5 separate regions of the Mus musculus genome follow, and all the other regions are linked to region 5. The links are chromatin contacts, called in public HiChIP or PLAC-seq and Micro-C maps. All regions are on one chromosome and are shown on one strand. Each heading gives the region's core, a stretch centred on a gene start, on an enhancer-like site or on the middle of the called end of the contact. The rest is flanking DNA. Distances are from core to core; before and after follow the strand shown. Region 1 holds the start of Scarb1 (scavenger receptor class B, member 1). Region 2 overlaps Tmem132b (transmembrane protein 132B). Region 3 overlaps Tmem132b (transmembrane protein 132B). Region 4 holds the start of Ubc (ubiquitin C). Region 5 holds the start of Tmem132b (transmembrane protein 132B).

What was found. A called contact is a pair of places that touch in the nucleus more often than the background predicts. HiChIP or PLAC-seq counts read pairs in DNA pulled down with a chosen protein or histone mark.
Region 1: a contact with region 5 is called in a Micro-C map of embryonic stem cells, with 3 times the contacts expected there. The contact joins the promoter of Scarb1 here to the promoter of Tmem132b in region 5. A contact is called at or near these places in 1 of 484 Hi-C or Micro-C datasets (embryonic stem cells) and 1 of 9 other capture datasets (adipose tissue).
Region 2: a contact with region 5 is called in an H3K27ac HiChIP or PLAC-seq map of neural progenitor cells, with 7 times the contacts expected there. The contact joins the enhancer-like site here to the promoter of Tmem132b in region 5. A contact is called at or near these places in 19 of 484 Hi-C or Micro-C datasets (the Ba/F3 cell line, cerebellar granule neurons, cerebellum and 9 more), 9 of 115 datasets of contacts at active chromatin or transcription factors (SST interneurons, astrocytes, embryonic forebrain and 6 more) and 1 of 9 other capture datasets (embryonic stem cells).
Region 3: an H3K27ac HiChIP or PLAC-seq map of stem cell-derived neural progenitor cells shows a contact between it and region 5, with 6 times the contacts expected there. The contact joins the enhancer-like site here to the promoter of Tmem132b in region 5. A contact is called at or near these places in 3 of 484 Hi-C or Micro-C datasets (the Ba/F3 cell line, gonadal supporting cells and myeloid progenitors), 3 of 115 datasets of contacts at active chromatin or transcription factors (astrocytes, neural progenitor cells and stem cell-derived neural progenitor cells) and 1 of 9 other capture datasets (pancreatic islet).
Region 4: a contact with region 5 is called in an H3K27ac HiChIP or PLAC-seq map of embryonic stem cells, with 3 times the contacts expected there. The contact joins the promoter of Ubc here to the promoter of Tmem132b in region 5. A contact is called at or near these places in 2 of 39 promoter capture datasets (the C10 cell line and pre-B cells), 1 of 15 datasets of contacts at CTCF or cohesin (embryonic stem cells), 3 of 484 Hi-C or Micro-C datasets (all in embryonic stem cells), 5 of 115 datasets of contacts at active chromatin or transcription factors (all in embryonic stem cells) and 2 of 9 other capture datasets (adipose tissue and liver).

The regions. Positions count from the first base shown.
Region 1 is chr5:125,338,879-125,343,161 of GRCm38.p6, forward strand. Scarb1 (scavenger receptor class B, member 1) reads right to left here and starts at 2,216. Exons shown (of 13, transcript NM_016741.2): 1 at 1,879-2,216. The coding sequence starts at 2,004.
Region 2 is chr5:125,703,101-125,707,245 of GRCm38.p6, forward strand. The region is part of intron 4 of Tmem132b (transmembrane protein 132B); the gene reads left to right. Among named protein-coding and RNA genes, the nearest start is that of Gm32811, 59 kb to the right of the region's middle. Within about 2 kb of position 2,436, at least 41 of the 459 cell types and tissues checked have an H3K27ac peak or open chromatin away from gene starts, as enhancers often do. A contact at or near this core is called in SST interneurons, astrocytes, cerebral cortex and 4 more, where this site is marked.
Region 3 is chr5:125,684,763-125,689,081 of GRCm38.p6, forward strand. All of the region lies in intron 3 of Tmem132b (transmembrane protein 132B), which reads left to right. Among named protein-coding and RNA genes, the nearest start is that of Gm32811, 77 kb to the right of the region's middle. Within about 2 kb of position 1,434, at least 21 of the 459 cell types and tissues checked have an H3K27ac peak or open chromatin away from gene starts, as enhancers often do. A contact at or near this core is called in stem cell-derived neural progenitor cells, where this site is marked.
Region 4 is chr5:125,387,073-125,391,506 of GRCm38.p6, forward strand. It overlaps Ubc (ubiquitin C), which reads right to left and starts at 2,945. Exons shown (of 2, transcript NM_019639.4): 1 at 2,838-2,945; 2 at 1-1,192. The coding sequence starts at 1,189.
Region 5 is chr5:125,529,875-125,534,058 of GRCm38.p6, forward strand. It overlaps Tmem132b (transmembrane protein 132B), which reads left to right and starts at 2,544. Exons shown (of 9, transcript NM_001190352.1): 1 at 2,544-2,816. The coding sequence starts at 2,756.

The DNA of each region.
Region 1 (4,283 bases), core at 966-3,465, 190 kb before region 5:
AGTTCTCTACCACTGAGCTACACCCCAAGTCCTGAACTTGTTTTCTTAAACAACCTAGTATTCCTGACTTTTATAAATCAACTTCTTTAACTTACAAAAAAAAAAAAAAAAGGAAAGAAAGAAACACACACACACACACACACACACACACACACACAAAGACAAGGCTTCCATTCAAGTAGCACAGAACGCAAGAATCCAAAGTCAACTCCAGGGTCCCTCCCTGCTCCCCTCGCTGCCATCCTCCCACCATCCCCTGAAGTGAACTTTTTTTTCCTCCCTCAAGAGGTCGGCTTCCAGCCAGGGCCTCTAAGAAGAGGCTGTTTTGGGCTAGGCGTGTCTTAGGCTCTTCCTTCCTTCACGCCACTCAGCCCCCAACCAATCGCCTTTGGGATTTTCACAAGTAAGATTGTGGAAGCCGCTCGCTCAAACGTGAAGCCCCAAGCTACCAGCTATGGGGCAATTCTGCCAGTCGTGGTCTTTCTCAAGCACGGGCAGATGGGACCCTGACTGATGGAGCAGGCCTGCGCAGTCCCAACGCTAACGTGCACGCCCACACACACCAACCCCCCCCATCCTTAGTCTCTGTGCCAACCCCCAAAAGAAAACATTCCCGAAAGGAGTTTGAGAAGGAACCAGCTCAGATTCCCCCTCACCCCCAAATCGAAGAACAGGGGATATCTGCTCACTCTACCCACTACAGGCTGGCTGAGCAGGAAACCCAGTCCACGTGCGGAGTGCACAGGGCTGGGTTCTTACTGAAACCACAGGCTGCCACTGAGACAAGGCTGTCACCACTACTTTGCCAAACCTAACAGAAAGGCCCAGAGCAATTCTGATGCTCCAACAAGAAGGATCTTCCCTCTACCCAAGACAGGGCAACTCCTGGGACCTTCATGTACAAGGGTTGAAAATTCTAAGCAAGAGAAATGACAGTGTGGCCAAGAGAACTCGGAAATACCCACCACAACTCCAGGAAAGCCACCTGTGGCTCCATCCTGAAGACCCGCCAGGACCTGGCAGGTAGCGGCCAGCCCAAGAGGGAGTATCCCTCATTCATTCCCTCCTTTCAGCGGGCGATGGGACATGGGACACGAAGCCATTCTTAAACTCCCAGTAAACAAACCCGCTAAGAGGAAAGATGTCAGTCAAACCCTGTGACAACAGCCCCTTCTGGATCCCAGATCCAGTTCTAACTGGATGTTCCCTGAGAGCCAGCCCCCGTTTCCCCTTCCGCAGTAACCCTGCGTCTCAGAAAACACAATTACTCGGTAATCTCCAGGACTTAATGAGCTCCCGGCTCAAATAGAAGGACACCGGATCCCAGGGCAGAGTCTGTGGCTGGACCGGCACCACCCGCCTAATATCGGTGCCCGGTTGAAAGGGCAAAACAGGGCCTAAGGCTGAGATCAAGGGAGAGGCTGGGCTGCCTATCCTCGGCAGACCTGAGTCGTGTCTACCTCTGCCAGAGCGTGGGGGGCAGAAAGCAGCTTAACTCTCGAGACTGGCAGGCAGTGTGGGGGCGAGCCAGGGCATCTCTGGGGCATCTGGGCGGGAGGAAACAGGCAGAGCACCCAAAGAACTGGAGCCCGTGGGAGCCTCACAGATGTACAGGGGTTTCGCGCAGCTCTGAGGTTACTAGGTACAGTCACCGGCCGGCGCGTTCAGAAGGGCTGGAGGTCGCGACAGCTACAGTCGAAACTCAGGGACAACCAGGCCATACTTCTGCTTCAGTGAGGTTTAGGCTCCTGGGACGCTGGTGACTCAGACCAAGCCTCTGGGGTGAGCCTGGGCCTCCCTGGTGGTGAGGAGGTAGCTCCACCGTCCCACCCTGCGTCCCGATCCCCAACCCCCATCTCCCCAAGACACTTCACTCACCTTGAGCACCTGCTGCTTGATGAGGGAGGGCACCATGAGGATCATGACAACGCCGAGCGCAGCAAACAGCAGCCCCAGGGCGCCCAACCCCAAGGCCACCCAGCGCGCCCTGGAGCTGCCGCCCATGTCCGCGTGCGCGGAAGGGGCTCTCGGGGCTCAGGACCTGAAGGAGACGGAGACAGAGGTGACGGAGGCCACAGAGATGACAGAAGCCGAGACTCCCTCAGCAGCAAGGTGTGTGCCTGGCGGTGGCCGGAGCAGCAGTAGCCCTGCAGGTGGCCAGAGGCTTTATGCGCCATGGCCCGGGCAGCCCGCCCCCGAGTTCGGCGCGGGATTCCGGCGAGGGGTGGGAAGAGGCGGGGAGTGGGCGGTGCTCTGATGGTGAGGCGTGGGCGTGGCTTCCTTTGGGCGCCGCCCCTCCGAGCTGCTGGGCTTTCCTGGTGGTTGCTGGTCTAGGTGGGAACCGATGTGCCCTCTACAGAGGGCAGAAGACCCTGGCACCGTCTGCATCCACTACCCCCGCCCCTGCGACCTCTTCTTTCTTCCGGACTCCTGCGAATGCCTCCCGCTCCCCTGCATTAAAATCAGTTGCAGTCAGCCCGGGCCAGCCTCTGGGCCATGAACGCCCTCCACTCAAAATTCCGTGTCCCTCGGGGCCCTTTGCACTTCCCCCACTCGGAATTCCATATCCCTTTGGGCTTTTGCACACCCTCCATTCTGTGTCCCTCGTGGCCTTTGCACACTGTCCCCTCGGAATTCCATGTCTCCCGGGACCTTTGCACACCCTTCGTACAGAATTCTGTGTCCCTCGAGGCCTTAAGCATACCCTCCACTCAAAACTCCAGGCCCCAGACACGCGCTGGGCCCCTGACTCCATCCAGGAATGTGTTCGAGGGGCTTATCAGACTGCCTGGCGGCTATGCTCTCTGCTGACTCTTCCTTATCACCCAGAGACACCACCAGCTCAGTTGAGCTCAGTTATGCGTTCTTTGGCCATGAACCCCACTCAGGATACCAGCAGGGTGGTAGGGACTCTGTCTTTCCCTGCTCTGCCCAGTGCCCAGTTAGCTCGTTCTCAGACCACAGCCAGAGCCTTTAAGCCTTTAATTCTAAATGCTTCGTGTTACAGCCAAAAAAAAAAAAAAAAAAAAAAAAAAAAAAAAAAAAAACCCTGAGGCATGGGGTGACTTCCTTCCTCAGTGAGGCCAAGGCCTGCATTCCACTCAGGACACAAAAAGTGGATACGGAGCTGAGAAAACCCAGCCCCACACCTGTTAAAACCGAGTCCCAGCTCCTGTTAAAACCCAGTAGGACTGCTCTTGAAGACCACCTTCAGCAATATGACCCAGAGTTAGCTCATATTGAGTCAGAGTAGGTTCTCCAGAGACAGCCAAGTCATATTTCCAGCCCTGACAGATTCCACCCATCACATGGAATAAAGACTTAGCTGTGCAAAGGACCGTATTGGTAGAGTGCTTGACACCTGATATTGGTCGCCAGCATCCGTGTTCAGGTGAGATACCCAGGCCTGAAGAGATGGCTCAGAGGTAGACATGGCTCAGTGGTTAAGAGCACTTGCTGCTCTTGCAGAGGACCTGGGTTCAGTCCCCAGAACCCACATGACAGCTCACAGCCATCCTTAACTTCAGTTCCAAGGGATCTGATGCCCCTCCTCTGACCTCTGAGTATACCACGCATGCCCATGGTACCCAGACAGACATGTAGGAAAGACAATTGCACACATAAAATAAGTAAGTCCAAAACAAAAACAAACTCTAGGCTGGTAGTTCCAGTGCAGGGGAGTCAGGGACAGGAAGAAAGATCCCTGGGGCCAGATGGCCAGCCAGACTTCTCTAACCCGGTTCCTAGTAAGATATTCTGTCTCACACAACACATTCAGGTGCACCCACAAACATGCACACGTGTAGACACAGGAGAAAGACAGAAAGGAGCCTAGAAGTTCAGTAGACAAAGGAGCAGGGGTGGGCGGGGCCTGGGAACATTGGCTGTGTTACACCCGCGCATGTTCCAAGTTCAGAGGCTCATGAGCGACCAACTGGCTTTAAGAAGAGCAGTTCACACCTCCACCTTACAGAAGAGGGTCCTCAGGACTCGGGGTGGGAGTCCTCACAGCCCAGGTTCCTCTGAACCTGCTCCCACTCTGTGCCCCTGATGATGGAGATGGGAGGTGGGGGGAGTGGGGCTGAAAGTCTCTCCAGAAACTACGTGGTGCTCAGGGACATGTTTGCTAAAGGTGGTCCCAAAGAGGAGACCTTCTAGATTTGAACGGGAACCTGAGTGGCCCGTATTCTTTAGGAGTGTTAACCCCGGGGTATCTGATGTCACTACTGGGCCATTCTATGTGACCTAGGAGGAGGCCGAATGAGGCAGCGAAATCCTAGAGA
Region 2 (4,145 bases), core at 1,186-3,685, 170 kb after region 5:
CCTGATAACTCTCTTTGGTTTGTGCTGTTTGGATCACTGTTTAGTGACGTGTTCAGAGGCTCACTGAGAGAGTTCTGAGATCATTTAGCTATGTCTGCCATAGGTGGAGTAGGAGTGGCAGTAATGTCTGCCATGTTCTAGTGTTTCCATCTAGAACACTGAGACATTGTAGGTCAGTCTTCCCACTGCCTGCCTCCCAACGTTTTTGCTAACAGGGCCCCAGCATAGTCTTTGCCTGGTTAAATCCATATGCCCACTAGCTAAGCAGTTCTGACCCTTCCCCCACCCCCAGCCCAGGATGATATATGGATTAACCCAATCCATCAATGGGTGTCATCTATTTGCTGGTGATTATTATAGTGACTATCTTATGGTGTTCTGGCTAATAAACTCCCAGGGGAAGTCTGCTGAGAGAGAAGGAACTGCCCCCTATTAACTTCTGGGTACCAGTTATGGATGTTCTGACTTTCTGTCCCTGGCACAGTGGTGTGAAGGATGAGACTACTGTCCCTCGGGAGGAACTGTAGGTATTTTGGGATGGTGGAGCAGAAGTAGAGAGCCTGGTGTCACCAGCTGTTGAGAATAGATTAGGGATGTTCCAGCCCCAGTCACCTTGACTTAGAGACTATATATATGCCCCACTTTAAATTGGCCATAGGCTGCAAAGGAGGGATTCCATGGGCGCCTCTTTCATGGCCCCATATCTTGTCCCTCAACCTAGTTCTCACCATTCACACATAGGCACAGAGGAATGGAGGTCCCCTCCTGTTGCTCCCAGGACCAGGCTGCATATCCATCTCTCAGTACAGGGATGTGGGAAAGTATTTCCAGCTTTGTCTGTGACAGGGTAAGCAGCCAGTGGCATCTGCCACCCACAGGCCCTCGTGTTCAACCCTCCCAGAACCCTCCAAGAAGGTGTGTTATCTGGGGCTTTAATCATGCTTACTCAAGAGAACTGCTGCAGGGGTCTGTGATCCTGAATTGGGTTAGATACTGTGGTTGCCTGTTGGTCGTGTTTAAGTCTTGGCTTCATGTTAGGTAAATATACAGCCTTGGGGGTGTCACTGAGAGGACTGAGAAGAGACCTCAGGTGGGGAAGCCAGTGTGGAGCTGGTGCAATGGTCCAAAGAAGTGATTTTACCAAGGGCAGTGGCTGTGACAATTTACTCATTCATTTTTTCCATTCATTCATCCATCCACCTATCTGTCCATTCATCCATCCACCTGTCCATCCATCCATCTATCCATCCATTCACTCACTCCTATTTATCCATCCTCTAATACATCTATTCACGTATTCATCCATTCACCCACCCCTCTATCTATCCATCAGTTGAATGATATACTTATCCCTACAATGGACCATCTGCATCTCCATTGATTCCTTCCTTCCTCCAAAGATGCAGTCATCATTTTATCTGTAGATCCATCCACCCCCATATCCTTCCATCTGTCCATTGACCCACCCCCACCCATCTATCCATCTGTTCATTCATCCACTGATCTATCATCCTCCACTTATCTCTCCATAAATCCACCGATTGATACAGCTCTCCTTCCGTTGAACCATCATCCATCCCTCCATTGATTCATCTGATTTCCTTTATGAATCTGCCCGTTGATCCATCCATCCACCTATTATCCATTGTCCATCCAACTATAGGCCAACCCATCTATTGATCTTTCCATCAGCCCATTCATTTATCCATCTGCCCATCCATCCATTGGTCCATCCATCAATATCCCTCAGTCAGTTGATTGATCCATCCATTCACTCGCTCACCTCCATGTAGCAAACACTTGTACAGTATACGCTGTGCACTGAATTGATTGCTTTCTGATAAATAGAGAGAAACAGGAGCAGGTGGGAATTTTGAGGTGGATACAGTAGGTCTTGGAGACCATTCTGTCTAATGTCTTCAAATCTAGAAGATCAGCACAGTTGGTCCCAAGCTATAGAAGTCTCCCCCAGGGGCGTCACACACAGAGATGGTCACAGCCCTGGATGCTAACACCACCTTCTGTAGTAATTAGTGCTTTCTGCCTCCTTCATGGGTCAGAGATGCTAACAAATGTGCCCATTTCTCTTCTTGCCCTTCCTTTTAAACCTTCCTGAATGCGAACGCTCCCCCTTCCCCTCCACACTGTTCCCCTTTTGGGTTTTCCGTCCAGCTACTGAGCTTTGAGTATAGAGATTTGTTCCTGTGGGTGGCTTGGAGTTCAAGACAGCAACCCACCATTCAACTCCAGCCCTTAAAACTAAAAAGCCCCAACTCTGCACATGTAGATAAAAAACACATTATCTTTCAAAAAGGTTGAAATGAAAAAAAAATGAACACACTCAGTGAGTTTCTAGGCAACTGGAACCACGGGCTGAGCACAGGCTGCGAGGAGATAATCAGCCTCCCTTTCAGTCACGCTGGCTGAACGCTTCCAACACGGCCTGGGCACAAATGCCTCTTTCTTTCCAGTGGCGTTTGGGTGCTGGCAGTGCCAAGCACTGTCCCAGAGGATGGTGATGAATAAGGCAGGCAGGGTCCTGGCTCCTCAGCCTGACAGTTTACAGATTCAGATAGCTCTTCATTTCAGAAGTGAGGAGTGTCCAGGAGACTTGGATGAGCAAGCCGGAGACTGGGGACAGGCTGAGCAGTGCTGGAGGGACGGGGAAGGAGTCCTCCTAAGGCCTTAGCACTTGCTCTGAGAACTAGATGAAAATGAAAGAGGCAGCCATAACAACCTGTGGAGGAAGAACGTTCCAGACAGAGGGAACGGTACATGTCTTCAGGCAGAACTTAAGTAGGGCAATTTAAGTAGTCAGCTGCAATGCAGAGGGAAGCTGGAGAGTGCTAGGGACTGAGAGGTCATAAGAAGGTGGGATAGGTTGGCTGACATTGGCTCTCAGCTCAGGGGGCTTCTTTTTTTATCAGTTTTCTCTTGCTGCTGTAACCAATGACCTCCAGTAGAGTGGCTTTCACAATACGAACTGACCTCGAGGCTCTGGAAGTCAGAAATGGTCCTTACATAATAAGATCAAGGTCTTGTGGCAGGGCTGAGTGCTTTCTGGGAGGTTTTTTTTTTTTTTTTTTTTTTTTTTTTTTTTTTTTTTTTGGTGGGGGTGATGGGGTGGTGGTGGGAGTTGGGGGAGGCAGAAAGCCTCACCCAGGGTGTGCTTTCTAGCTCACACATTGCCAGCGTTCCCTTAGGTATAGACCCTTTTCACCTGAATGATAGGAGGTCAATTCCTTACCTCTGCAACCTGACTTAGTCACATCATCAATGATCCTTTCTGCATGTCCTGAGATGAAGGCATAGGCATCTTTGAAGGAGGAAAAAAAATTTTATCCTTTCAACTTCAGTGGCTTTGGACGGTCACCTCATTAGAGTCACTTAACAACCTACAGGAGACAAGGGTTGTAACACCCATGCTCTGAACTTGGGGCTTAGATATGCTACAGCCCAGTGCATGCCACCACTGACTGCAGGGAATGAGGTTCTGGGCACCAAGTCTTACAGGCTCCCATGGCATATGCAATCAGCCACACAGCGGTATGGGATACATTCTGTTTACCATATAATGGTATGGGCTGCACTCTGCCTACCAAGACAACAGCAGTTCACATTGTTTATTTTGACTCACCTTTCTGGAACCATGACATCCTAAGTCTTAGCTATTCTGCATGCTTCTTTCCTTAAACCACGCCTGCCTGAGACACTGCAGGAGACCATGCCCACTGCTGGTGGCTGGTGCCTAAAATGAGCTGCAGGCAGGTCTGTCTTCTAGGTTCTCCTACATCGGGGAGAGCAGAGGGACTCTGCATGCGGTTGCACACAGTGGCAGCCCTGGACACACCCACACTCTCTCACTTGATTGACCCAAAAATCTCAAAGCTGAAATGAGCAGTTTTTAGTCGTCAGGGACTGTGCGTGTTCAGTGAATGCCCTTTAAAAGTGGCTACAAACAGAAGGCACATGCTTACGAATTCTGCATTCTGCATGCACATGGCAGAGTGGGTGCCACCCATACAGCACAGACATGGCAGGGCCTTGTCCCAGGGCATGGCACCAACGAGATTCGGATGGAAGTGTCCCCTCTTGCCATAGAGGCCCCACAAGTACACTGAGTTATTACTCTGCCCTGGCATACA
Region 3 (4,319 bases), core at 184-2,683, 150 kb after region 5:
CTATCCTAAAGGATTCTTTAAAATTTTTATTCTTTTTTTTTTAAAGATTTTTATTTATTTTATATATCTGAGTACACTGTCATTGTCTTCAGACACACCAGAAGAGGGCGTCAGATCCCATTACAGATGGTTGTAAGCCACCATGTGGTTGCTAGGAACTGAACTCGGGACCTCTGAAAGAGCAGTCAGTGTTCTTAACCACTGAGCCATCTCTCCAGCTCTCCATAATTTTTATTCTTAAATCTCTTTATTAAATACTTCTTCCCCAGTAGGAGATATAAAAATGTATTTGTCAGGCTGGGCAGGCCATCCCTACTGGAGTCCCAACTTCAGGGCACAGAACTGTGATCCTCTTATGTGCTTAGAAAATCAAAGGAGTGGGAAGACAGTTCTATGGTTGAGTGCTTGTGCAAGCATGGAGACCGAAATTCTAATCTCTGGCACCTGTATAAGAGTTTGGGTGTGGTCACACATGTGACTCCTGTAACCTCAGTATTGTGGGAGATAGAAAGAGGAGGCTAGTTGGGACTTGCTGCATGCCAGTCTAAAGGCAATGTCAGTGGGAGATCCTGTGCCAGGGAATAAGGTAGGGAGTGATAGAGTTGGTTACACAATATACTTCTTCCTCTAATCTCCAGATGTGTCTATGGATGCATATTACCCCCTGCCACACATGCACAGTGTGAGAGCCATCAGTATTTAAGGAAGGCCCCCCTGTTGCATGGTTATCCTATTGCTTGCCTGTTGCAGTTCTCCACACTAGAACGTGAGCTCTGAAAGGTCTTACCCTCTTGTGCTGGACAATGCTCAGCCATCTCCATGGATGTGGAATGAGTAAGCTTCAGGCCAGACCCCAGCCAAGACGCTACATTTTTAGTCTTCAAGGAGAACCACAGGCGCCAGCAAGTCTCTAACTTTGTGTCTGTCTTCTTGAGTGTGCTGACCTTGGTGTTCTGAGACACACTTAACTTCAAAGGTTCGGCTCCCATAAAAGCCTGCACGCCTCCAATCGTGTCTTCTCACTCTGAGTTGAGCCAGTGTGAACTCCAGTCTCCTGGCATCTTTTGTTAGGGTGAGCCCGCCAGCCTCCATCACAGAGAGTGGACACATTGTTGCAGTAAAGACTGAGCAGTGTTTTTGATGGGACCAGCTTTGCACATGCTACCTTGGAGGCTCAGACCCCAGCAGGGATTTGCTCTTTGGATGGAAGCCAGGACAGAGTTGCACCCTTGAAACTGGGCTTTGTCTCAAACATATTCGAGGTTTTCCCTGCTGGTGGCAGGTGTGCAGGGGACAAGCTCCTGGTGACAAGAGTTCAGCTAGCTGCACGGGCCACCACACAGCTACTTGGACCCCTCATTAGTGTGGCCTGGCTTGGCTACCAGAGCAGATGGCACCTGCTGCTCTTTTGTTTCAGGGCAATTAGTGTTCTCTCTCCTCCGGGGCTCTGGTCTGGCGCTTACCCACATTCAGATCTCATCACAGCCTGTGCTCGTTTGCCTTTCCTTGGGGACATGCACCGGTGGGCCAAAATGGATGAGGGGTGGGAATTGGGCCGAGTCCTATGTAAGCTCTGGCCTCCTTCTCTGCAGCCAGAGGAGCATCTTATCAAATATGCACACAGACGCCTTCCCTGTCCCAGGATGCCTCCAGAATTTTTGGATTCTGTAATTGGATCTACAAGTGGTCTCAAGAGACAATGGAGAACAACAAAAATCCAGGTTGTTACTAGTGTTTTTCCTTGTTATTTAACATTCAAGTCTGGCACCTATTGATATTGGGAACAAACCCTTCTCCCAGTCACACTATGGCGGGATAGGAATGGGCTCCGGTTCAAGAGTCTTCCAATAGACCATCAGTCAAGGGCAAGGGAGACAGGTTACAGGTATGAGGAATAAGAATGATTTTGAGCCTTGTGGCAGCGGTGGCAGCGGTGGTGGTGGTGGTGGTGGTGGTGGTAGCACACGCCTTCAATCCCAGCACACAGGAGGCAGAGGCAGGTGGATTTCTGAGTTTGAGGCCAGCCTGGCCTACAGAGTGAGTTCTAGAACAGTCAGGGATACACAGAGAAATGCTGTCTTTAAAAAATAAAAAAATAAAAAAAGAATTTTGAGGCAGCTGTAAATTCGCAGAAGAGGCTAAATGGAAGCTGGGATGGAGTTGTTGGTTCTAATTAATTGGTGGCAGGAGAATTCCTGTCTCTTGAGGGATGGCGCCTCATGCAGGGAGATTTATATGCTTTGGGATGAGAGGCGCTGGCGTGGTTTCCCATTGACTTTCTGCACAGATGATCTTTATTGAAGAGCCATCAGGTAGATGGAAGGTTAGTGGAACGGGGATCTGCTTTCTGACCCAGGTGGCATTCAAAATGTCAACCTATTTTGAGGCTTATCTCTGTTAAAGCTTAAGGTTAATAAGGTTAGAAGTTCTAATTGGGCTTATTTTAGAATATCACCGAATGCAATCTCCCTGCCCTCTGTGATTTCATCTATTCTGGGCAAGTTTTCTGCTAATGGGCTGCATCCCAGTCTTAAATACATAGACAAGGTCATGCTGGGTTGCCCAGGGTGGCCTCAAACCTGTAGCCTTCCCATCCCCGTCTCTTGAGTAGCTGCTATTGGGTTCGGCTCCCTCTCTTTAAGTTATTTTCCTTGCTCTTTCGGAGCTGAAATAATGCTTGACTTGAAAGCTGATGGCTGTTGTTTGTGATGCCCCATAGAAGGGGCTCTTTTGCCGTCCTCCCTGTGAGTGTACCTGTGTGCAGGTGTACATGCAATTGTGTGCATGAGTGTGTGTGGAGGAGAGATGCCAGTGTCTGGTGTCTTCCTCCATCACTCTCCACCTTAAAGTCTGGTGCAGGGTCTCTTACTGACTCTAGACCTCACTGATTAGTTGAGGTTAGCTAACCACTGAGCTCCAGGGATCTCTTCCTGTCTCTGCCTCCCTAGTAGGAGGATTAGAGGCATGTACCACCATGTCTAGCTTTCTATATGAGTGCCTGGGGAATTGAAATCAGTTCCTCACATTCACACTGCAAGCCCTTTACCAACTTACCCCTCTTGCCAGCCCCATGCCATTCTTATAGTTGAGTCAGATCTCCCTGTACCTGTACCATGTGAGTGCTAGCAAATCCAAGAACTAAGGTGGCAGAGGGAGAAGATGTGACACCCACCCCTGCCCCTGATCTTTGACACCTAAGGGGAATGATGTAAGAAGCAGTATCGGACCCTTGGGACAGGGACAGCACCGCCTACGTTTCCTGTTTTGTGGTTTAGGGTATGAGGGAGGCCCCACATCGGGAAGTCGAAATCAGAAAATCCAATCTTGCTAGCTTGCAAGACCCAGTTTTGGGGGGGGGGTGTTTCACAACAAAATGAATAAGAATTTCCAAAGAGGAGCGGGGAGTCCTCAGATCCCATAGATACTCTTTACTCAAGTCTATGGGTGACCCTGGAACCATTGTATATTATGAAGACTCTGAGATGTTTACATTAACTGTGAAGCTAATAAAGAAGCAAAGATCAGAATATACCCAAATTACCTCTATGATGTAACTATCCACTATGTCTAGATCACAGCCTAGTATTACTTGATGTAAGAGTCAACAAATGAGATGCATATGCGCCATAGGAAAAGCAAGCAGTGGGGGTGGGGGCATGGATGGGTCTTTGCTAGAGCACTTTCCCAGTGTGCCTGAAGCCCTGGGTTCAAACCCAGTCCTAAAAAAGATATTAAAGTATAACAACCAATGGAAGCTGATATAATGAGACTAAGATTACAAAGAAGGCAAAATAATTATAAAAATTAAAGAGAATATATCTTCTGCAGTTTAGGTGTGATGTGTACCCCTGGGGTTCAGATGTTGGGGGTAGGCATCAGTTTTGGCCTCCTGAGTAGCAGTGAGGAGAAGTGTTGGGGCCTTCAAGAGGCGGAGCTTAGGGGGTCCCTGGAGTACAGCCCTCAGAAAAGATTGAATTAGTTCTTGTAGGACTCTGGTCGGTTGTCACTAGGAGAGAGCTACTTCTTCTTGTAGTACAAGCTTGACACCTTGTGCCATCACATGGCCTTCCCCAACATGCAATCCAACCTCACTGTCATGACACTTGCTATAAAGTCATCACCAGGATCAGCTCAACCAGATCACATGATCTTGCACTTTAGTCCTCCAAAAGGTGAGTCCTCTTTGCATGACCCAGCCTCGTGTGCTTTGTCATAGCAACAGAAAACAAACCGACCCAGTGGATAGAAACAGAAGCCAAGGAGAAGCTATCAAAGAGTGAAGTTAAAATTCTAGTACTGAACTTTAGAACAGCTGGAAT
Region 4 (4,434 bases), core at 1,695-4,194, 140 kb before region 5:
CCTCCAGGGTGATGGTCTTGCCTGTCAGGGTCTTCACAAAGATCTGCATCCCACCTCTGAGGCGAAGGACCAGGTGCAGGGTGGACTCTTTCTGGATGTTGTAGTCTGACAGGGTGCGGCCATCTTCCAGCTGCTTGCCTGCAAAGATCAGCCTCTGCTGGTCAGGGGGGATGCCCTCCTTGTCCTGGATCTTTGCCTTGACATTCTCAATGGTGTCACTGGGCTCGACCTCCAGGGTGATGGTTTTGCCTGTCAGGGTCTTCACAAAGATCTGCATCCCACCTCTGAGGCGAAGGACTAAGTGCAGGGTGGACTCTTTCTGGATGTTGTAGTCTGACAGGGTGCGGCCATCTTCCAGCTGCTTGCCTGCAAAGATCAGCCTCTGCTGGTCAGGGGGGATGCCCTCCTTGTCCTGGATCTTTGCCTTGACATTCTCAATGGTGTCACTGGGCTCGACCTCCAGGGTGATGGTCTTGCCTGTCAGGGTCTTCACAAAGATCTGCATGCCACCTCTGAGGCGAAGGACCAGGTGCAGGGTGGACTCTTTCTGGATGTTGTAGTCTGACAGGGTGCGGCCATCTTCCAGCTGCTTGCCTGCAAAGATCAGCCTCTGCTGGTCAGGGGGGATGCCCTCCTTGTCCTGGATCTTTGCCTTGACATTCTCTATGGTGTCACTGGGCTCGACCTCCAGGGTGATGGTCTTGCCTGTCAGGGTCTTCACAAAGATCTGCATCCCACCTCTGAGGCGAAGGACCAGGTGCAGGGTGGACTCTTTCTGGATGTTGTAGTCTGACAGGGTGCGGCCATCTTCCAGCTGCTTGCCTGCAAAGATCAGCCTCTGCTGGTCAGGGGGGATGCCCTCCTTGTCCTGGATCTTTGCCTTGACATTCTCTATGGTGTCACTGGGCTCGACCTCCAGGGTGATGGTCTTGCCTGTCAGGGTCTTCACAAAGATCTGCATGCCACCTCTGAGGCGAAGGACCAGGTGCAGGGTGGACTCTTTCTGGATGTTGTAGTCTGACAGGGTGCGGCCATCTTCCAGCTGCTTGCCTGCAAAGATCAGCCTCTGCTGGTCAGGGGGGATGCCCTCCTTGTCCTGGATCTTTGCCTTGACATTCTCAATGGTGTCACTGGGCTCGACCTCCAGGGTGATGGTCTTACCAGTTAAGGTTTTCACAAAGATCTGCATCGTCTGTCACAAAATATACAAAACAATTCACAGGTCAGGAATGACACAAATATTTGTGGGATGGCATCAACATTTGTCAACTGGATGCTATAAGTCTAAATAGCAAGGTCTATCTACACAGATTCTGTCTTGAATCCAATCCCCCCACCCCGAAAAACCATCAAGAAAATAAGATTGTTGACTAACAAAGTTAAGAAACCTCGGCATGGTGAGTCTTTTTGTATTACCAAATTTACAGGATGGAGACTTCAGTATACCAACAGCTGAAAGTCAATTTCTGTCTATTTGAACAGTTTGCAGAAAAGCCTGACCTCTGGGAGGTTATGAAACCACAGCAGTCCCGGATTCAGTTTCAGAATGGTAATATAGCAAGTTACTACTGCAAAACTAAGTCTGAGCCCATGCCTATCGCTGACCTCAGCACTGGGGACACTGAGGTGGGCAGATCTCTAACTGGAAGGTCAGCCAGAGACAGTGTAATCCTGCCTCAACTCTCCTTCCCCCAAAAGAACACCAAACTTTTGTCTGAACGATTAAAATTAGTCTGGAGTGGTGGTACTGGCCTTGGACCTCATCACATGGGGTGGTAGAGGCAGAGATTTTGACAGTTTAAAAAAAAACACCCTTGTCGCAGGACAATGGTGGTGCCTTTCGTCCCAACACTTGGGAGGCAGAGGCAGGAGGATTTCTGGGTTCGAGGCCAGCCTGATCTACAGAGTGAGATGCGGGACAGCCAGGACTACATAGAGAAACCGTCTCGAACCCCCCCCCCAAAAGTTTCAGTAGTCATAGTTGTACAGCGACATTCTTAAAACGAAACAGGACAAGAATGGCTCACATTTCCCCTCTGAATTTCCGGTTCCTGTTTACTCTGGAGAGGCTACCGGAGGCCGAGACCCAAACCCTGTCCTACAACCGAGGGAAAGCTAAAGTCAAGATAGTGACGTCACTATCCATTAGGAGGCCACGCAACCCGCGACGTCACAGGGGGCGGCAGGCCAGGCAGGCTGAACCGCCGCCCAACCCCCTTCCGGTCTCGATCGCACTTCCGTCTTTCAGCAAACGAACGGACGAACGCCGGGCCAATCGACCTCTCGGGCCAGCCCAATATCCACGGCTCTCACAGCAGAGGCTCCTACGGCGCGCAACCCTAATTCAGTCCCCACCCCACAGTCTCCGACGTCCCCGGCTTAACCGGAGGGCAGCGGCCTCGCGGGCCTTTTTCCTCCCCCAACCTCGTCCTGCGCGTCAGAGCCCCGCGTCTTCCCCCTCAGGCTTCCATCTGGCCGCCATCTTGCCGCCCAGTCCTCTGCCTCGGGGCAGCCGCGGTCCGCGCGGGCCACGGAAACCAAACGTCTGGGCCGCGGGGCTGCCTCTCGCCCCGTCTCGCCTCCAGCCTCCCGTCCCCGACCGGGTGCGGCGGCTTTCTCCTCACCAGCGGTGGTGGCGGCAGTCCTCACACAGCAGACGGAACTCGCAGTCTCCACGGAACTAGCTGCGGCACGCCCGGCGTCTCTTTATATAGTCACCGAAGCCCCGCCCCCCCCCTTCCGCGCGGTCCCTCCGCGGGCAATGCGGTCAGGGACTACTTTGTAACGCCGGGTCCAGTCTCGGCAGCGAAAGCGACAGGCTAAAACTATCAAGGTACCTCTCTCACGGAGTTGTTTCACGGTGGCGTCCAGAGATTGAGGGGCTTTGTGTGGGAGGGCAGGGCTGTGACCTCGGGCGACTCCGCGGAGGGATCAGCGCGCGTGAGACGATCGGCACGAAAACACGGCTGGGATCACTGAGGCCGGAGCGGGCCTTGGCGCAGGCGCCCTGCGGCTTCGCGGCCTGGCGCCCCTAGTCAGGCCACCACCCCCCACCCCCCCTGTTTTCTTTCCGCGCTAGGGGGACCCAGGGCTTTGGCTCCTGTCACACTGGGATCCCATTGGTGACCTCGCCTCCTCAATCCCCTCATCCCCGGCGGGTCACTATGCCCAGCCCTCACTGTTTTGGCACAGTGACAGGGTGGATGACTGTGCAAATCTCCTAACAAGGAAAATGACAAAGGGTTTTTAATAAATTTAAAAAAAAAAAATACGAAGGAGGGAATCTCTCCCCGATTTGGAAAAACGAATCTGAGTTTGTCAAGGAAAGCAGACAGTCTACACAGTTCTTGAAAACTGTTGGCATTAGATCTGAAGCCCAGCAGAACCTGATCTTTCCAGATTTTTCCTAAACCTTGTGTCCTTGGATTCGAGAAGGTTCTATGTTTTCTATGTGCTTGTCACTAAGTAAAGGTCAAAATTTCCAAATGTTGTTCATATTTGTTGTTCATATTCTGAGACTGAACCCACTGAAGCCCTGATTTTTAAATTTTTGTTGTTCAGATGGGGGTTTCTCTGTGTAGCCCTGCCTGTCCTGGAATATGCTATGTAGACCAGGCTGGTCTCAAGTTTATATAGGTCCTCCTGCCTCTGCCTCCCAAGTATGGTCTACAGATCAAGTTCCAGAATGGCCAGGGCTACACTTGACTTGAAAAACCAAAAACCAAACAAAAAACCCCCACAAAAACAAAAAAGCACAAATGTGCACGTGTAGTACAATGTTCAGATTACAGCAAGCATATATCCCACTTATACGAATCAAATTATTCAGGGTTTTTTTTGTTTTGTTTTGTTTTGTTTTTTTTTTTTTGGTTTTTTGAGACAGGGTTTCTCTGTGTAGCCCTGACTGTCCTGGAACTCACTTTGTAGACCAGGCTGGCCCCGAACTCAGAAATCCACCTGCCTCTGCCTCCAAAGTGCTGGGATTAAAGGCCTGCGCCACCACTGCCCAGCTCAGGTTTTTGAAATGTAAGGCCTAAGACCTTAGAAGGTAAGAATTGAATCCCTGATGGGGAGAGATGGCTCCCCAGTAGGAACAGGTCTTTTTCCAGAGTACATGAATTCAATACCCAGCAACCCTGTCAGGCAGCTAGCTTGTGACTCCAGCTTCAGGAGGGTCCAATGTCCCTAGGGACACTTTCACATACATGTGGCACACACTTAGATGGACACACACTATTAAATGCCTTTAATCTCAGCATTTTTTGAGTTTTTTTGAGACAGGGTTCCTATATGTAGCCCTGGCTGCCCTGGGACTCATGACATAGATCAGGCTGGGTTCTAACTTGCAGTTGATACTCCTGCCTCTACCACCCAGACGCTGAGAATTCAGGCCTGTCTGGCTCCCTGGTTTAGGAATTCATAAACATTCAAGAT
Region 5 (4,184 bases), core at 1,294-3,793:
AGGGTCAGCTGGGGAGCGCACTCCGGCCCAGCTCTAGAGGTTCTCTGAGATGTGATGAGGTACCTCTGAACTGAACGGGAGTGTGTGTGAGGTGGGGGTAAGGTAACCGATGCCTTCCATCACCCCCGGGGATTTATGGATCTTGGCTTGTGGCCTGCCTTCCATGTACTATGCCCCTACCAAGGAAGCCATAGAATCCCTCTGGTCACAGATCCTAGCTCTTGATGACCTGGTCCAATACACCCTGGCCTCCCTCTGGCTATGGCTGCAGCCTGCGCTATCTCCATCACGGGGCTGCTGTTCAATCCCAGTTCCTCAAGAGTGGCGGTTCCTGCTGTGTTTACTTCTTGAGTCCTCACCATCCAGCCCAGGCCTCGAGCACAGTAGGTGCACAGCTCAGTGATATTCGCTAGTAAATGAAGGAGAGGTGGAAAAGGTGACTGGAGTGGCACCCAGAAGTACCTGAGGTTGGGTAGCATCCCCTACAGCCATAGTCACCAGGGAGAGGGGACACACAGAACCTCTGAACTCAAGAAGAAACCCAGAACCCAAGCGGGGTGGTGGTGGCGCACGCCTTTAATCCCAGCACTCAGGAGGCAGAGGCAGCTATACAGAGAAACCCTGTCTCGAAAAACCAAAAAAAAAAAAAAAAAAAAAAAAAAAAAGAAAGAAAGAAAGAAAGAAAGAAAGAAACCCAGAACCCACTGTCCACCTATTGATGCCTTTGCCAGGAGCATGGCAAAGACAGGATTCCTTATGAAGGAGGGCTGCAGGCAGAGCAGAATTTGTTCTTGGTAACTAACCTGCTCCTGCTCCTTATTCTTTTCTTCTTTTTTAAAAAATTGTGGAAGAGCCTGGAGCTGCCTGGACTAATGAGTCCCTACTAATGAAGTAGGTCCACCAGCCCCCTCACCAGCTGGGAAGGCCGGAGTGTGCTGATACTCGCCCATGGAGGCAAATCAGACACGGTGATAACGGCTGCAGCGAGCATGAGGGTGTTACCCTTGGCGGATCGGGTCAGGGGTTTCCTGTGTGCATTCCTGGGAATACCAGCTAGAGGCTGCCCTGACTTTATGTCTCAGGTTGGGAAATTGAGGCTCTTTGGAGGATTATGAGTTTTGCCTGCCCTGGGTTCTCAACTAAGGATGCTGGGCCACAGTCTGCATCATCCCTGTTGACTGATTTGAGGTCTGACCCATCTTTCTTTTTTTCTTTCTTTCTTTCTTTCTTTCTTTCTTTCTTTCTTTCTTTCTTTCTTTCTTTCTTTCTTTCTTTCTTTCTCTCTCTCTCTTTCTTTTTCTTTTTCTTTTTCTTTTTCTTTTTTTTTTTTTTTTTTTTTTTTTGGTTTTTCGAGACAAGGTTTCTCTGTATAGCCCTGGCTGTCCTGGAACTCACTTTGTAGAGCAGGCTGGCCACGAACTCAGAAATCCGCCTGCCTCTGCCTCCCGAGGGCTCGGATTAAAGGCGTGCGCCACCACTCCCGGCTTCTGACCCATTTTTCTACGCCAAGCCAGGACACCAGAAACTGGTGGCAGGTTGAGCAGAACCCAGACTCTAATTCAGGTGTTTAGACACCACAGCCTCTGTCTGGCTTTGCAGCCTGGTGAAGGGAACTTCCAGGGCCTCTCAGAGAAGCACCTCGGAGCTTCCCTGTTTCAACCTGTCGCCTGGACTAGGCTGTGCATTCAAAGGGACTGTAGTTTCTTGGTCCCTGTAAGCTGGGACTCTCTTCCCACGCCGGGCTGAAGCCTGGCCCACTTCGTGGACATATCGGACGACCTGCCTTGGTGGCGGAGCCGTGCCTCCTCTCCCCACTCCTTAGCACAGAAAGAGCGCTCTGATCTGCCTGAGGCTGGTAGATACTCTTGCGGGCTCTCAGGCCACACCACATCTATCACGTGCCCTAGTCTGCGCGCAGCAATCTATCCCTCACAGATGCCTCCTCTGCGGGCCTCTCCGGTAGCTTGCTTGCCTTCTCAACCCCGGGGACGCCCAGCGTTGCGCTCCCTCCCAACACTCCCTGGGAACCCGCTCCGCACTCTAAACGCTCTCTCTGTCCCTGCCCGACTACCTATTCGGGTCTCCACAGGCCTTGGCGGCCCTGTGCTCTCCCCTGGGAGTGAGTGACACATCCTGACGCTTAACCGCTGGGTGGCCGCCTGGTGTCTTGGCCCGGAGGAGGGGAGGGGACTGGGGGGGGGGGAGGACACCTCCCTGCCTCCTCTTTTTCTATTCTTTAACATCTCTGGGTATGTTCCTCCTCTCTCTTCCTCTCTTCCCTATTCCTCTTCTTCTCCCCTTCCTTTCCTCCTTTCATCTCCTTCCTTCCCTAACTCCATCCTCCTCCCTCTTCTTCTAGCCCCATTCCTCCTCCTCCTCTCCCTCCTCCTTCCTCCTCCCTTCCCCTTCTCCCTCCTCCTCCTCCTTTCCTGTCCTCCTCCCTCCTCCTCCCTCCTGGCTGCTCCCCTCCTCCTCCCTCCTCCCTCCCCTCCTCCCTGCTCGGCTCGCTCACTCTCGCGCTGGCTGGAGGGGCGGCCGGCAGCTGGCGCTGGCCGAGGCGGCGGCGGGATGGGACGCGCGCTGGGGCGCAGGAGCCGCGGCGCCGGCGGGGGCCGCGCAACTCCGGCCAAGTGCAGGGCGGGCGCGCGCTGAGCCCGGGCGCCGTCTGCAGCCGGCGGCCGAGCGCGGAGCTGAGAGGTGCGGGAGGCGGCGGCGCAGGAGCGAGCGGAGCCCGGCGCCGGCTCCCGGGAGGACCATGCGGGCCCCGGCCGCGTCGCTCGGGCTGCTGCTGGCGCTGAGCGCGCTCCGCTGCGCAGGTAACGCGGCCGCGTCCCCTCCCCGACCCCGCGCGCAAAGTTGCTGCCTGGGTCCCAAGTCCCGGGCGGCCGCCGCCTCCTGCTCTTGGCGGGTCTGGGGAGCCCCGGGCGGCCCAAACCCCGCGCGCGTCCCCTTTGCCTCCTCTCCAGTCCCAGCTGCCCTTTGGATCCTTTTGGGGCTCCGGGAGCCACAGGCAGGGCTCCCTGAAATACCCCTCCTTACGCTGCCTGGCACCCGGGCCCCGGGGTCTGCTGGAGATGTAGTGGCCCAGCGTCCGTGGATTGCTGTCCTGTTGTCTGGACACCTGCGGGGCCTGGAGGTCGTCTGGGCTGGCCATGTCTGGCTTGGCTGCAGTCCTTCCCGCGCCTGGTTGCCCCTCTGTTTCCAGCCTCCCAAAGCTACCCGCTCCCCCAAGTGGCTCCCGCTGTCTCCCAAAGTAGCTTCCGCAGGCAGCCAGGTGACCCTGCCGCTCACCCTCTGGAAGCGCGGGTCGTCCCAGCACCCTGACCCATACGTGGTCTAGCAGGACCCGGGAGCGTGGTCCGCTCAGGCACCTAGTGATGTCTAACGTGAAGGTGTTCAGAGCCCTCGCCCCGGGATCCGGGAGTCTGGCTCCAGACTGGCACCTGCGCAGCTGTCGCCTAAACCCCGCGAATGGGGGAAGTCAGAATAGCCAGTTATATGCTGTTTGCAGCCTGGGATGGAGTTGGCTAGGTTCAGCCACCTCGGTGTTGCTACGTGTTGGTTGTAGAGGAAGCTTATCCTAAAATGACAGTACCCCCCTCCCCCACCCCAGGCAAGTAGAGACAATCCCAAAGGCTGGGAAGAAGCGACAGTCACGAGCCCTGTTCATGTGCGTATGAGGGCTGTGTTCTCCAGACCTTTAAAGCCCACGTTTTGGGAGCAGGTAGCTTTAGACTGAGAGCTTCGCTTCCCATTCCTTAAAACAAAAACCGACCGTACAGATACCCAGAACGCGGAAGGAAAAATGCACCCTCAACTTTGCGGCTCCGACTGCCTGGGTGAGGTCGCACTTAGGAGTAAACCTGGATGCCAACTTGTTTGGAAGGATGACTGTGCATAGGCAAAAGTAAATATTGCCTTCCTTCTAGATGACCTCAAGTGACCCCAAATATTTACTAAGACTTTCCCCTTGGAGAGATGGTGGCCAGCCTTGGGCTTTGTTTGCACCACTGGAGGATGGCTCTGGTCCTCAAGTGGAGGGCTCTTCCTTGGCGCCGTTAATGAGCAACCTCGAGCTGCTTGCTCTTGGAACTCCCCTGTGGGTTGGAGAGGGGCACTGACGGGGGTCCAGGCCATTTCCTCAGAGCGGAAGCTCTGAGACGCGGTTGCCAAAGTGCACAGTC